Regions from separate parts of the Mus musculus genome. Here all the other regions are linked to region 1. A link is a contact called in public Hi-C and Micro-C data. All regions are on one chromosome and are shown on one strand. The core of a region is the stretch at or near the end of the contact, and the rest is flanking DNA. Distances in the headings are between cores, read along the strand shown. Region 1 has its middle 13 kb from the start of Gm34471. Region 2 overlaps Cspg4b (chondroitin sulfate proteoglycan 4B). Region 3 has its middle 21 kb from the start of Gm41071.

Evidence for each region. Hi-C and Micro-C count contacts between places; a contact is called where the count stands out from the background.
Region 2: a Micro-C map of muscle stem cells shows a contact between it and region 1, with 6 times the contacts expected there. The contact joins two enhancer-like sites. A contact is called at or near these places in 13 of 484 Hi-C or Micro-C datasets (the 3T3-L1 cell line, 3T3-L1-derived adipocytes, the HL-1 cell line and 8 more), 3 of 115 datasets of contacts at active chromatin or transcription factors (embryonic fibroblasts, fibro-adipogenic progenitors and vascular smooth muscle cells) and 3 of 9 other capture datasets (adipose tissue, embryonic stem cells and liver).
Region 3: a contact with region 1 is called in a Hi-C map of adipose-derived mesenchymal stem cells, with 1.6 times the contacts expected there. The contact joins two enhancer-like sites. A contact is called at or near these places in 1 of 484 Hi-C or Micro-C datasets (adipose-derived mesenchymal stem cells) and 4 of 115 datasets of contacts at active chromatin or transcription factors (embryonic stem cells, fibro-adipogenic progenitors and heart atrium).

Annotation. Positions count from the first base shown.
Region 1 is chr13:113,549,917-113,552,782 of GRCm38.p6, forward strand. No RefSeq gene overlaps it. Among named protein-coding and RNA genes, the nearest start is that of Gm34471, 13 kb to the left of the region's middle. Within about 2 kb of position 1,350, at least 71 of the 459 cell types and tissues checked have an H3K27ac peak or open chromatin away from gene starts, as enhancers often do. A contact at or near this core is called in adipose-derived mesenchymal stem cells, embryonic fibroblasts, fibro-adipogenic progenitors and 1 more, where this site is marked.
Region 2 is chr13:113,339,903-113,342,768 of GRCm38.p6, forward strand. It overlaps Cspg4b (chondroitin sulfate proteoglycan 4B), which reads left to right. Exons shown (of 10, transcript NM_001378698.1): 6 at 2,468-2,666. Among named protein-coding and RNA genes, the nearest start is that of Gm41070, 23 kb to the right of the region's middle. Within about 2 kb of position 1,424, at least 32 of the 459 cell types and tissues checked have an H3K27ac peak or open chromatin away from gene starts, as enhancers often do. A contact at or near this core is called in embryonic fibroblasts, fibro-adipogenic progenitors and muscle stem cells, where this site is marked.
Region 3 is chr13:113,402,041-113,404,906 of GRCm38.p6, forward strand. No RefSeq gene overlaps it. Among named protein-coding and RNA genes, the nearest start is that of Gm41071, 21 kb to the right of the region's middle. Within about 2 kb of position 1,416, at least 32 of the 459 cell types and tissues checked have an H3K27ac peak or open chromatin away from gene starts, as enhancers often do. A contact at or near this core is called in adipose-derived mesenchymal stem cells, where this site is marked.

The DNA of each region.
Region 1 (2,866 bases), core at 100-2,599:
GTAAAGGAGCTCTTTACTGGTCACTGTCCTCAAGTAGATACCTATAGCAATCAAACTAGCTAAGCAGGCCAGCCCTGAGCCAAATGAACTCGCAATTTCCTCCTACTTTCTTCCTCTTCTAGGTCCCTTTCCTCTGCCAGGGTTGCTCTTTTCCTGCCCTCAGGCTACTTCAGTAAAGGTACAAAAAATCTGCCCCCCCCCCCCAAAGAAGACGTCACCACTAAGCCATCCATGGGGTAGTGAAATTACATTTAAAAGATTTGTCTTATTTTCAATTATGGGCATATGTGCATGTCTATGTGTGGGTATGTGCACACAAATACAGGTGCCTGCAGACCAGAGGAACTGGGTCCTGTAGGGCGGGAGTTCTAAGCAGTGGTGAGCTGCCCAATGTGAATGCTGAAAACTTAAGTCAGGTCTCCTAAGTGAACACTAAGCATCCCTCCAGCCCCATCATAAGAGGCACCTTATAGAGAGTGAATGATTTTTATCCTCTATTTCACAGGTATTTGAATTTAGTGGGGTGGGACAGAAAAAGGCAAGATGCTGGAATGGCTGGCTCCCATAACAGTGCTACTGGCACCGCTGACATGAGAAGGGACTTCTTTCCATCTGATGGTTGTCATTCGATCTGACTATAGAGTCAGTCTAGTACTAGGATAAGATATGAGAGGCAGGAAAGGGAGGGAGGCTTGGACCTCTGGGGACTGCTATCATGACACAACATCCTTAAGTAAAACCCTGTCTGTATTTGTTGTTGGGATCCTTGCTAGTAAAGTAGACAAGTGAAAGGGTAGAAACCATTCAAGAGAACCAGAGGGCCTGCTGCAGTATTTTTGTCGTTTTGGGCTTTGTTTTGTTTTATGAGATAGAGTCACTAATATCCTGTGCTGGCCCTGGACTTGCTAAGTAGCCCAATTTCTCCACATCCCCAGCCCTGAGACTATAGGCATGTACCACCACACCTACTTTATGATTTTCTTATTAGAAATCAAACCCAGGGCTTCAGATCAAATCCATGTAAGCACTCTATTAACTGAACTACACCCCACAGCCCCAACGTCTATTGTGTTTTCTGGAATGGAAAACCAAGCTGATAACATCCACTTCAGAGGGAAAACAGACGCCTGTGGCTGTGAGTAACTCCATTCTTCTGGGTTAAGTCACAATCCTTTCCCCCATCTGCTCTTCTTCTAAGACGATCTGAGTGTGCCCCAGCTCTTCTATGCACATTCTGTGGTTTGTTTTCACAATTTTGTGTCCCGAGCAGGCAGGGTGGGACACACTCTGCTGGGTAAAGCCCTGTCTCACTACAGAGAACAATTCCCTCTAGACAGACGCAAGTACTGCGGTGCTTCCTGTCTCCCACCCACTGTCCATCCCAGCCTGAGTACCAGCCCCTCATGCCAGTGGTTAGCCTGGCAGCCTCTTGCTGCCTGCTTCATGAGCCAATATATATATATTTTTTTGCTTGCTTCAAGCTGCCTTGTAGAATTTGTTATTGAATTTGCTGTGATCTCAGTACCATGTGCTGCCAACAAATACAAGACAGGGATAAATATTTCACTGGCATAAAGTTGGCTCGTAGCTCAGCCTACGTCATTAAGTTTCAGCCAGAGCTTTTATTATGACTGTTTAGTTCCCAAAGGTAGCTAATTTGCCAAGTTGAAGAACTGACCCACTTATCTTCAGGAGTTAAGAAGACGTAATTCTTCGAGACACCCTTAAGTACCCAACTGGGTTGTACCCCCAAAATAATCTTGATTTCAAAGAAGCCCAGGAGAGTGGCCAGTCTGCTTGTGGATCTCTTCTGCATTTCAGGCTTTTCTTTCCCAATCATCAAAATAAGAGAGAACACTGTTTGTGTCTTGTATGCTGTCATAGATCTTGATAGATCGTGAAATAGTGGTGTTAAATGATGTAAAGCAACAGATAGTATAGAAAAATGTGATTTTACAGTGACTAGGCAGGAGTTAAAAGCAGGATATTGGAAACCCTATGACAGAATGGAGCCAAGGTGTTGAGCAAGGGTTTAGATACATCTGTATTCAAAAACTACCAGGGAGGGACCGACTTATGGACTCCTTGTCCCATTTACTGTCTTCCTCTATTGGAATTAATCAACTGTAACTTGTGCATGAGTAGACTTTCCAATTATAAGGTGAATTAGGATAAAGAGGTAAGACCATTTACACATTTGGAGATTAGTTGGAAGGACCCACAGAGTTTGGCCCATAGAATTGTATTCTAACCTAAATAGTATTGATTAAAGTTAACCATGGTTAGCTTTTATGTTTTAAAAAAAATTCAAGTTTCAGGAAATCCTTAAATCCAAGTTGCAAACAGACCCTTTAAAGTCTTATTGTGATTTCTTTGCACTGCAACCTCCTGGGTCAGTGAAGGACAATCTCTTCTGTACTGACTAAAAGAACAAAGCATTGATGGTATAAAGTGAATTATAATTCTAGCAACCAAAATCCTTCCCTGAGCAAATTGAAGGTTGAATTGTTAACTGCTCACAAATTAACTTGGCCATCTTTTATTGACTGAGCTCTCTATGGTCATTTTACCAATGAAATTGGCTCTTGGTCCAAGTTGGCCAACGACTAAGGACCAGGATTCAGGGAAGATGTGTGTACAAGACAGAGCAGGTTGTTCATTAACTAAGTGAAGGGAGTTGACTTGTCCACCTCCATGTGGGTAGCTCTGTCTTCTCTTATCCTGCTGAGGACAGTCTAGCAAGGTGAAGACAGCTCAGACAGGAGGGGAAAGGTATACTCTTTAGTTTTAAAGGCTAAAACTGGGGGGATCCAATAGAATCAGAGGAAGGTTCTCAACTGTTTTAGTCATTAGAGTTGCCATGCTT
Region 2 (2,866 bases), core at 174-2,673, 210 kb before region 1:
TTTAGGAGAGAAGCTTTAGATTCTCTGCTAGGAAGCATAGAAGCAGATGCAGTGTTGGTCTGCCAGTAAAGATGGCACATAGACTCAGGAGTGTGCACATGATGTCTCTGTGTTCTGCAAGCAATAGCCATAGGTAAAGGTGTGAAAATTGAGCTAATGATAAAGCCACTTGTTTTGGTGCTGGTGAAACGCCATGTGTCTTAGTCACTGTGAAGAGACACAATGACCAAGGCCTCTCTTACAAAACCAAAGCATTAATCTGGAGGCTTGCTTATAGTTTCATTATTATCATGGGAGGGAGCATGGCAGCAGGCATGGTGCTGGAGAAGTAGTTGAGAGCTACATTCTGATCTCAGGGAGAGAGAGAGAGAGACAGAGACAGTGAGAGAGAGAGAGAGAGACAGAGAGAGACAGAGACAGAGACACAGAGAGATATAGAGAGAGACAGAGAGAGACAGAGAGAGAGACAGAGACAGACACAGAGAGAGATAGAGAATGGGCTGAACATGGCTTTTCAAACCTTAAAGCTCACCCCTAGCGACATACTTCATTCAACAAGGCCACACCTCCTAATCCTCCTAATTCTATCAAAGAGTTCGACTCCCTGGTGATTAAACATTCAAATATGGGGGGGGGGGGCATTTCCCACATCATGTGACTCCCTGATTTTAAAACTTCTGATATCTGATTCCATCCGGTGAGACTCATTTTAGAAGCAACAGTGAGCTCCTGCTCTCCGCTGTCCACTCCCCATGAGGCTGTCTCCCTTTCAATGGTGGGCAACGTTTCCTTGTCACTGGGAAAGTGTGTTGTCAGCCCCCTGCCTTTCCTTCCTCTGTAACTCTCATGTCTAAGCCCTCACCACCGTTAGCAGACACCCAGATCCAGCCCACTTCCCATCCTGCTGTGGCTTCCCCACTGTCATTCTTTGTAGATTTCTCATAGTCAGTCAACCACTGACTGGTTTCCTGCTTCTACAGACCATCATGACATAAAGGCCAGGCTGGCCACAAGTCAAGACTGTACTTGGATTTTCCCCCTGGCCTCCAGGACAAGGTGGCATTCAGACAGTGCAGATTTGTGGACCATCTCTTGTGTTTTGAGACATTTTCTTTCTTCTTTATCTTGCTTATTTTCTTTCTGCCATAATGACCTCTTCACCCCTCCTCCAACCCCGTCTACCCCCAGTGTCCCATGTTCTTTTTCTGTTCCTGGATATGCAGATATGTGCATGGCTTCTTTTTTGCCCTATGTGGCCTTCCTCTAACAAGCCTCCTGCTTTAATAGTCTACATCCCAGAACCCCCTACTGTGGTTCATTGTTTTTGTGGTATAGGGATTTTATAACTCACTACATTGTTCATTCCTATTAGGCCTGTTCCCTCCTCTCTTGTGTTCTTTTCTGCCCTCTGCCCACAAAGGCATGACTCCTTTTGTTTCATTCACTGCTACAGTGCAAGCATCCAAAACATTTGCTGGCACATGGTGGATGAGCAATATTTTTGGTTAAGTGTTGAGTACAGTTGGTAAAGTCCCCAGCATCCACAAAAAACCATCAGCCAGCCACAGTGATGCATTTGTAATCCCAGTTCTTCAGAGGTGAAGATGGGCAGATCCCTGGAGCTCTCTGGACAGTTAGCCCAGCCTAGTTCATGTCCCTCTGAGAGACTTTGTCTAAAAAATAAACGAAGTGCATCACCCTGAAGAAAGACACCTTAGGTTTTCCTCTGGCCTCCACAGGCATGTGCACACCCATGAACATGCAAACATATCTGCACACATACACACACACACCTGAACACACATGGAGTGCGGAAGAGACGGGGATAAGCAAGAGACTGAGTGAGCACAGGAGACACACAGAGAAATGTTCAGGCAGTGTAAATAGATTTTTAACAGGAAGAGGAGAAAGCAGCCATGTTTCTTAGCCATGGTTACAGATGTGAACCATCAGTACAGCAAACAGCACAAGAACAAAGAAAGCGGGCCCTCGTTTTCATGTAAGACAGGAAGAATAGAGGGAACGGCAAACGTGCAATGTGCATTCTTCTTCAACTGTTTAAAGCTGGTGACACAGCTACTGATAGCGGTGTGTAGAGATCCTCAGGCCAACCGGAGAAAGTAGCTGCTGCATTGTTTGGCATTCCATGTGGTGTATTTAGCATATGGATAGCACATAAGATGCTTTGTAGCCAGTGGCTGTATAGCTAGATATTTACATCAGTGCCTATACACTATTGAGTAGTTAATTTTGAGTAAACAATTAGTTAAAACTTTTAATCTAAATCACGGACACTGGCATGTACATGGTGCATAGACATACGTGCAGGCAAAACACCTATATGCGTAAAAAGTAACTCCATTCTTTAAAAACCTCGGGTGAGTCAGTTTAGTTTTTCCATCTTCTCACGTGGGGTCCACGGTCCTGATGATGAGGGTGGACTGGAATTGGTTCTCTTCTCTTTAAGGTGTGGGTGAATTCTGTCACTGAGGTGACCAGAGGGGACCTGTGTGCAGGAGATGGGGACTCTTCCCCACAGGACTTGGTCTACTGGGTCACTCCTCCCAGCAACGGGCATCTGGCTCTCAAGTCCACTCCTGGCAGAAGGATCCAGAACTTCACTCAGGCTCAGATTGACGAGGGTCAGCTGGTGTTCGTGCACACTGGTAAGTCACAGAACAAAGCGGTGTCGATCGAGGACATGTGTTCTGAGGATCGAGTGAGGTGGCTGTCAGACCTAAGAGTTGCTGACTGAAAATCACAGATCATAGAAACTTCCCAAAGTCTGTGTTTTTTTCTGAAAGCAACATGCTTCGGAGAGCCAATGAAAGCATTAGAGCCTGCCCGAGCCTCCTGAGGCTTACTC
Region 3 (2,866 bases), core at 166-2,665, 150 kb before region 1:
ATAGGTGGTAAATTCCCAAGGGTGGTGCTCAACTTGCTTAATCTTTACCCACCACATTAAAAAAAGAAATACTGAGAAATTATTAAGCATTTGATATCGAACCCACCGCTAGACACTGACATCTAATGACGCAAATGGCTTTGAGAATTGTCCCTGTTATCTGCTAAATTGTTTTATCCCTAATCATGGTTAAGTCTTAGTTCTTATTATTTCAAATATGACTATGTTTTGGAGAGTGAACCTTGGCAGAATAAGTGAGCTAAAATACGATTGTTATGTGGGCTTTAGTCCAGTGTGGATGGGTCTGAACAAGAACAGGAGCTTGGAGCAGAGGTATTGCTTGAGCAGAAGGACCTCAGTGTGATGACATGAAGGGAAAATGATGCTGAAGCATACTCTGGGAAGTGATACAGTCTTGAGGGCTTATGCTCTGATGAATGGAGTATTAAAGAATTGATGAAGTGGTGGATTATTATAGAAGTGGCTTTGTTTTAAAAGTGACCTTTCTGGCTTGCTTACTCTACCACAGCACGTGACAGCACTTTGTGCTACCTTGGGACTCTGAAGAAAGCACTCATTTGTGTAAAGACTCTCTGACCTTGAATTGCTAGGGTCCCAGAATAAAAAGATATTGTCTATAACTTCATCAGTCTGTGGTGTCCAGTTACAGCCACTGAAAATGCACTAGACAGCAAACACCTGAAAATTTGGAGTGGTTTGGGAACTAGGTAACGGTCACATGATGGTGAAATCTAAAGGAACAGACTGGATAAAGCTTGCATTGCTGGGAGTGGAGGTTTAAAGGCTCAGAAGACAGGAAGAAGAGGGAATGTCTGAAACACCATATGATCCCTCTCCCTCTCCCTCTCTCCCTCTCCCTCTCCCTCTCCCTCTCCCTCCCCCCTCTCCCTCCCCCCTCTCCCTCCCCCCTCTCCCTCCCCCCTCTCCCCCTCCCCCTCTCTCATATTATATCCAGACCACAGTTTCCCCTCCCTCCTCTCTCCGCAGTCTCTTCTCCCATGCTTCCCCTCTCCCTCAGACCCACTCTTCCTCCTTTCCTCAGCCGAATCTTGTCTGATCTTGGAAGCTAAGCAAGGTGGGGCCTGGTTTGAACTTGGATGGGAGACTGTAGATATTTCTTATGTAACTGTAGAAAGATCTTGAGTCTGGGGTTTAAGGGTAACAATGACAAGAATTGTCCCTTTGAGTGAGAAGTTTATTAGAAGAATTGTCAATGCCATGAACATCCACAAACACAGACAACATGGTGGGGGTTTTCAGGCCAAATGCCCTAGATCAAGATCACAGGAGGGGAATCTGATGAGAGTTCAGGTCAACAGGACAGAGTGTAGGTCCCTTAGTTATCTTAGAGAAAGGGGTGAGAGGTTTTATGAATCATATTGACCCTGGTTCTTGGTGGCGGGGAGAAGAAAGGGAATTCTTGGGTAGGAATGTGCTGCTTGAAGGACATGTTCCACTGATAGCCTTCTGCTGACTGAGGAGTCTGGCAACCTGAGAGCTGGGAACTTTCTTGGAAAAGCGAGACTGCTGCCTACGATTCTCCTGGGATTAGCGATTCCCCAGACTATGCCATTTTCTTTAGTGAAGAGACTACTAAGGGGAGACATGTTCTGAACAGAAGTATGGTCTGGATTCTGACAATTGTCACAGGAATGGCAATAGAAATATGGACGGCGTAGGTCATTCTGAGAAGGCCTAAGACAGCGATGAGGAGCAAGGACTTAGAACCAGGTCAGAGGCCACAATTACTACGAATCTGCTACTTTAAGTCTGGAGGCACAGTGTCCATGGAGTAGGACTTTCTGGAATGTAGAACTGACATCGCACAGAAGGAATTTATAAGCAAAGCGTTCAGGCTGTTGCATGACTACTTCTGATTGCTTTCTGAAAAAATGACTAAAAGGGCTGAGTTTACAGTCAAAAGATGGACAGAGTGGAAAACCACATGTGAAAAACCACATGGCAGAGAAAAGCACACTTTTAGGAACTGCAAGAGGGGTGCTGTTTGCTAAGACTAGACCAACAGATGGGACCTCTCTAAGGTTGCCTTTCCTATCATAAGCCTAAGGCTTCAGAGGACAGAGTATTGGGGGGGGGGCAGTCAGGCCCTGGGTGCCCTCCAAGGGCTTGCTGCTAAAGGTACCAGAAGATTCTATTTCCTCATTTCAGCCCTGGGCTCTACAATGGTTCCAGCTGTGATTCCAGAGGACCCTCCACCAAGCTGGAGGACATAAACCCTACACTTTAATGATGTCCATGTGGCTCTAATTCTGCCTGTGAGCACATCGGTGGAAGAGCCATGGAGAATTCAAAGAATGTCTTGGGCAAGTCCCAAGAAGAAACCTGGCTTGGACCAGAGCTTTCACCAGGGTAATGCCTACTGGAGCCACAGGAAGACTGATGTCCAACCCCTTGACCTGTAGCTATCTATCACTGTGCGATACCAGACTGGGAGAGCTGGAGAAGAAATACTCAAGCCTGCCAGAACTGAAATATATACTAAACCCAGAAAAGCCATAAGGCTGATGCTGTCTAGGTATTGGGGACCTAATCACTACACCAATGCATTCAGGGACTGGGATATGGAATCAAGGAAGATTCCTGAGAAGTGCTGACTCTATGAACTTTTCCCGTTGGGTTCAGGACTTACCTAAGGCTTCTCTTTCTTTTTACCATTTCTCTCCTGAAATCGGAATGCCTGTCCTGCATGTTTTGGAAGTAGACAACAAGATTTCATAGGCTGTGGTAAGTTTGTCTCAAACATGCTTGCTTGGCATCTTACTCATATCTGATCCCAGTGAGAATCTAGATTACTGAGTGGATGCTGGAATCAGGTAAAACTCGG